Regions from separate parts of the Sus scrofa genome. Here region 1 is linked to region 2. The links are chromatin contacts, called in public HiChIP or PLAC-seq maps. All regions are on one chromosome and are shown on one strand. Each heading gives the region's core, a stretch centred on a gene start, on an enhancer-like site or on the middle of the called end of the contact. The rest is flanking DNA. Distances are from core to core; before and after follow the strand shown.

The links. HiChIP or PLAC-seq counts read pairs in DNA pulled down with a chosen protein or histone mark.
Region 1: an H3K27ac HiChIP or PLAC-seq map of alveolar macrophages shows a contact between it and region 2. The contact joins the promoter of PIK3AP1 here to the enhancer-like site in region 2. A contact is called at or near these places in 10 of 47 Hi-C or Micro-C datasets (alveolar macrophages, blood, heart right ventricle and 2 more) and 1 of 2 datasets of contacts at active chromatin or transcription factors (alveolar macrophages).

What each region holds. Positions count from the first base shown.
Region 1 is chr14:108,157,658-108,160,357 of Sscrofa11.1, forward strand. It overlaps PIK3AP1 (phosphoinositide-3-kinase adaptor protein 1), which reads right to left and starts at 1,299. Exons shown (of 17, transcript NM_001244503.1): 1 at 1,162-1,299. The coding sequence starts at 1,174.
Region 2 is chr14:108,087,566-108,090,265 of Sscrofa11.1, forward strand. It overlaps PIK3AP1 (phosphoinositide-3-kinase adaptor protein 1), which reads right to left. Exons shown (of 17, transcript NM_001244503.1): 8 at 1,474-1,663. Among named protein-coding and RNA genes, the nearest start is that of TM9SF3, 55 kb to the left of the region's middle. Within about 2 kb of position 1,311, at least 8 of the 83 cell types and tissues checked have an H3K27ac peak or open chromatin away from gene starts, as enhancers often do. A contact at or near this core is called in alveolar macrophages and liver, where this site is marked.

The DNA.
Region 1 (2,700 bases), core at 49-2,548, 70 kb after region 2:
AAAAATGAGCCTGTATCACCAAATCTAACAGAACTGTCACCATTGGCCTTTTCTTCCAAAGTACTATTAGAAGGCTACACCTCAGGAGGTCTGGAAAGAGCTGGCCCTTCATTCTAGCATCAGCCCACATTCTCTCCAAGAACAGCTCCTTCTCCCAGCCCAACTAGATTTTATTTTTCAAGAAGATTTTAACATTCTGTTTCCACATGTTTTCTCTAATAAAACATCCTAAGATGGGCTGGGAAAATACAAGTAAGCCCCTTTACAAACATGGTACCTCTAAACTACTCATCTAGTAATTCTCTGTTTACTTATTGCATGCCTTCACAGACTGTAAACTTGAAGCAGAGATTAGGGTTACCTAGTCACAACTGAGGACACATTTAGGTGCACAATATCCATTAAACTGTGGAGTCACTGCTCATTAGTTGTCTCTATTTACATCATCGTCACTATGTTTGTCTTAGATTTCAGCAAGTGCCTTGCCAAGAGTATGTGCCCGTGAACAAGAAAAGAACCCAAGGCTGATCACAACTGACTCCTGACACCTTTTGATGATTACCTGGTTTCTTCCACCTCTCCCCAAGGTCCCCAAAGTTCTGCAAAGGACATAGGAAAAGTAAAGTAAAGGAATGATGTTCCTAGACTCCTACAGAAATTCTAGAGGAAAAACAAAGCCTATGAGGGTAGAGGAAGCTGGTTTAGGAAGGTGGCCCCAGGGCCCGTCTCCAACCTTGGACTGTCTGGGCGCCCCCTATTGGCCCGATGGGGCACCAAGAGAAGCGTTTCGCCGGCAGAGACAAGTGGGCTCTCCACCTTCTTTAAACTAGACTCTCGGCTCACAGACATAGTAGAACAGGGAGAATGATCCTCAGAAGCTCAAGGGCCAGTGCTGGAGGGAGAAAAGGAGGCTGAGAAGGGGGACAGGAGAGGGGTTGGGCAGGGGCTGAAGAGAATCGCGCAACGGGCTGGGACCGGAAACCTGGGAAAGTTGGAGTGAGAAGTTTGCGACAAGGAACAGAGAAAAGAACAGAAAGAACAGAGAACCCGCGCCAAGGACGCAGCCGGAATCGAGAAGGGGACAGCGCCCGGCGGGCGGCGGCGGGCGAGAGGGCGCGCGGATGGGAGGCGGGGAGAGGGACCGGCGCCTGGCCTACCCACCTGAGGCTGCCATGCCGCCGGCTGCTGTCCTCCGTGCCCGCTCCCTGCGCGCTGGGCCCGGGGCCGGAGCGGGCCCGGCTGGGTCCCTGGCGCGGGACGGGAGGGCGCCCGGCTCAGCGCAGCACCGGCCGCAGTTCTGGCGCTTCCTCCGGACGGACAGCGAGGACTCGCCGCGAGGGCGTGTCCACAGGGCCCGCCCCGCCGGTGGGGCTCTGCCCGCGGCACCTGCACCCGCGGCCGTTGGGGAGGGGAAGTGAGAACCCCCCCTTGGCCGGCCGGCGGCCAGCTCCCCGCGCGCCCCCTCGCTCCCCACCATAGCTCCCTCAGGGTAGGGCAGGAGGTAGGGGGCTTCATGCGCCCTCCACTCCCGTGAAACCCGCCGGATCGGCTACCCAAGGGCACCCAGACTTGAAAGGGGCGTGGAGAGAATAACGAGGGAGAAGGGTGAGCTGCCCGGCCTCTGTGACTTGGGGCAGGGGCTGTATATGAACACACCTGGGCCAGCCCTCTCCCCAGTCCCTGGGGCTTTCTCCCTGAGCCGCTGCCCTGGCAGGAAGGGGAGGGGACTAGGAAGGGGAAGAGGGGCACCTTCCCTGGCACCTGGCCCTGAGTGCTTGGTGTTGCCCTTGATTACCCTCCAGTGACCTTCCTGTAATTCCTTGGACCTGGTCTCCTGATGGCACATGAACACTAATGATAATCACATATGATAAATACATGATATAGTTATCATTGTCTTTCATGCCTTTGAGGTAGTGGCTCTCACTGTCTTCAAGTTAGCGCTGAAGAAACACGCCGAATCCCTGGGCTCAGACTCCCACAGGAAGTAAATGCTACCTGACGTTCCATACTGGGTCTGCCTGAGTCCAGGGCTAGAGCTCTCCATTAACCCTCGCTCTCGCCTCCCTGCTTCTAGTGCTCCTCCCTTCGCGGCCCCAGTGATGGGTCTGAATAACACTGTGCTCTTGGAGTCCTCAAAGATGCAGGGTCCCAGGGATGGGCCAGAGAGCAGAGATGACAGAAAGATAGGGTTCCAGTGCAGGTGGAAAGAAATGAAATGGATTTACAAAATGGAAATATCAGGGTTCAGACCAAGAATTAATTTTCTACTGCTGCCAAAACAAATTACTACACATCCAGTGACCTAAAATAACACAAATTTATTATCTTACAGTTCCTTATTTCAGAAGTCCAACATGAGACACACAGGGCTAAAATCCAGGTGTCGGCAGGATTGGGCCTCTTTCTGGAAGCTCTAGTAAAGAATCCAGTTCCTTGCCTTTTTTCAGCTGCTAGAGAAAACTACACACATTTCTTGACTTATGCCCCCCCCACCTCCATCTTCAAAGCCAGCGACATAGCATCTCTCTGATCCTGCTTCCATCATCACATCTCTGTCTGTCTCCCCTGTCTTCCACTGAAGAGTTTAGTGATTACTTTGATCCCACACAGATAATCCAGGAAAACCTCCCTATTTTAAGGTCAACTAACCAGCACCCTTAATATCATCTACAACCCGAATTCTTCTTTGCCATGTAA
Region 2 (2,700 bases), core at 61-2,560:
CATCTGACGGTAAATGGTGGTAACATATAAAGAAGGCTCTTAGAGGGCCCGTCGCGTAGTCCTCCTACTTCAGTTCTGACCCGTGCATTGTAATCCAATGTTTAAACCAGTGGTTCTCAGGGGGAGCGGCACTGCCCTCTAGAGGGCATTTGGGAAAAACCTAGTAGGGTATTTTGGGCTGTCACCTTGATGTAGGGAGGCTACTTGCAATGAGCAGAAGGGAGAAAGATGTTAGACATCCTTCTTTGTGGGGGATAGCCCCGTTTTATGTCCCTCTTGACTTTTAAATATTTCACTAGACACACATATAGATTAAAAAACTGCTTATTATATGTATTTGTACATATATATTTGTACTTATCTGTTTATATGCATATGCATGTGTATATAAATTTTTAAAATTTAAATCAGCAAGTATCAGGAAAAATATGGGCAAAAATACCCACCAAACTATTATGTATGTTATACTGGTTGGTTGAGTGGACTTTTAATAACTCGGTTATACAGTTTTATTTTGTTTCAAATTTTTGTAAGAATGTATTACTTTTGCTATTGAAAAAAAATGATTAAGATCACCAAAAATGGGAAAAATTTGGTAAGCAATTTACTAAAAAAATCATGTCCTGGAGATATGGTATTTTGGCAATAATTTTATTATATATTAATCCAATAAAATTAGCTTATTAAAAAGCCTTGTTTATAATTTTCTTAGTCTAGACACTAAGCTGCTTCGTTTACACATACAACTTACATTTTTGCATGGTTTTGATTTACACTGAATTTTTCAGGAATTCAACTGCTATGAAAATGGAAAGGAGTGTGAGGAATCGCTGGCCATTTAGGAAGATCCAGGCGCTGATGCCAACACTGCCAGCAGTATCCAAGTCACCGACACAATAAACGTGTCGGCTCGTGTTGGAGGCCATGACATTGGCAGTGATTCTGAGTGTGGGTGACTGCATCCAAGAAACCTTGGTGTTTCGCAACCCTTATTTCATTATGTCCTCATGTGTAGTTACATATGAGGATTTCCTCTCCTTTTACTGTGCTTTTATGTTTCACTTAGGACATATGCTTGATTTCTAGAATTTCATATGGAGGCAGGTAGTATTATATGAATCTCAGGTCAAGGGAGTAAGGGGGCATTACAAAATGTTTGCTTGGAAAAGGGCCCACTGGAACTGCCAGAGTTCGAAATTACTGATGTTAGCTCACAAGGCAGCCTTCATCAGCTCCGAGTCCCGGGCCCTTACTTAAACTTTCCGGTAACACAGCAGTCACAGCAGGGGAAGTCTGAAGGAGGATTCTGCTTGCCACAGCACATGACAACCAGTCTAACTCTGTGTAAATAGGATCTTCACCTCTCCAGGGTGGGGTGGGGTTAAGCAGGGACTTCCCCCCCCACCCCCCACCAGAAGGAAGAAACCACTGGTCAGCAGAAAGATGGAAGCAGAACTAAGCCGGGCTACTTACAGAGGTCCTCGGTGGCCGCTGGGACGAAGGCTGCCATGGACTCGTACAGCTCCTCGTCGCAGCCGGGGTTGAGGGAGCACTTCATGAGCAGGTCTGTGGAAAGGTGGGCCATGGACTCATACACAGAGTCAGATTCCTCCCCTTGCATCAGTTCCTCTTTAATGTGACTCTTCAGCATGTCCACGGTTTCCTGAAAGAGAACGTGGGACCCACGGCTCGCTGACACAGCCGGGCTTTCTGGGTAGAGTCAGGCTTGTGACAGCAAAGGAAAGGCTCCCATGCGTCAGAATTACAACTATGTGCAAGTCTGTGTTTCCCACTAGACTGAAAGCTCCTTGAGGCCAGGCTTCCAGTTTTTTCCTTTGTTTTATGTTTTAATCTTCGTATTGTCTTCTGACACTAAGCACGGAGTCATGCATTTATAGGAGATACATGTTAAACATGCGATTCCCAGAGGATACAAAATAAAAACTCTCTCATGAGCACCTACTATGCGCCAGGGACAATGCAGAGGATGTGCCTATACATCATCTCATGACATCCTTTCCACTGCTACTTACAGAAGTATCCTGTTCCCTGGTTCACAGAAGAGAAAGCCAAAGCTCAGAAAATCTAGCGCCTTCCTCAGGGTCTGCAATCCTGGGTTCTGACTTTTCTGCTACACCCTACTGGTTCCTCAAAAGGGAGCACATGGCAGACCAAGGTGTAACCCTTGCTGATTAGCCAGATGGAAATTCAAATGGGAGAAACAGGGCTGCAGCTAAGGTGTTCATACAGTTGTGTGTGGTCAGAAGTCCCTCAAGAACTGAGTTCACTAGTCCCCGTTGCTCCCAGCAGGCTGTTCCAAAGTCTCCCCCTACTCCACTCAGTTTTATATCCTGTGCCCAAGAGCAGAGATAGTCTTAGATGAAATGCCCTTAAATCAGAGAGGCCCCCCTCTGCTATTCTGTCTCCAGGTAGTTGTGAGGCCAAAGAGCTGGCTTCTCTGAAGCCCTGCACAACTTTTCCCGATAAGAAACCTTGGTGTTTCACAATCCTTATTTCAGCAACAACCCACAAAAATCCTCATTTTCATCATCGCCACCCCAAGAGAGCTAATATGCTATTGACACTCTGTGCTGATTTCCGGAGGAGCCCCAAGGAGTGAACCAGGTGAGAGTTGTGGAGGGTTGGAGGCTCGATGTCTGGCATTTGGTTTTGATGTAGTGGAAAGGGGAAATGGGCAGT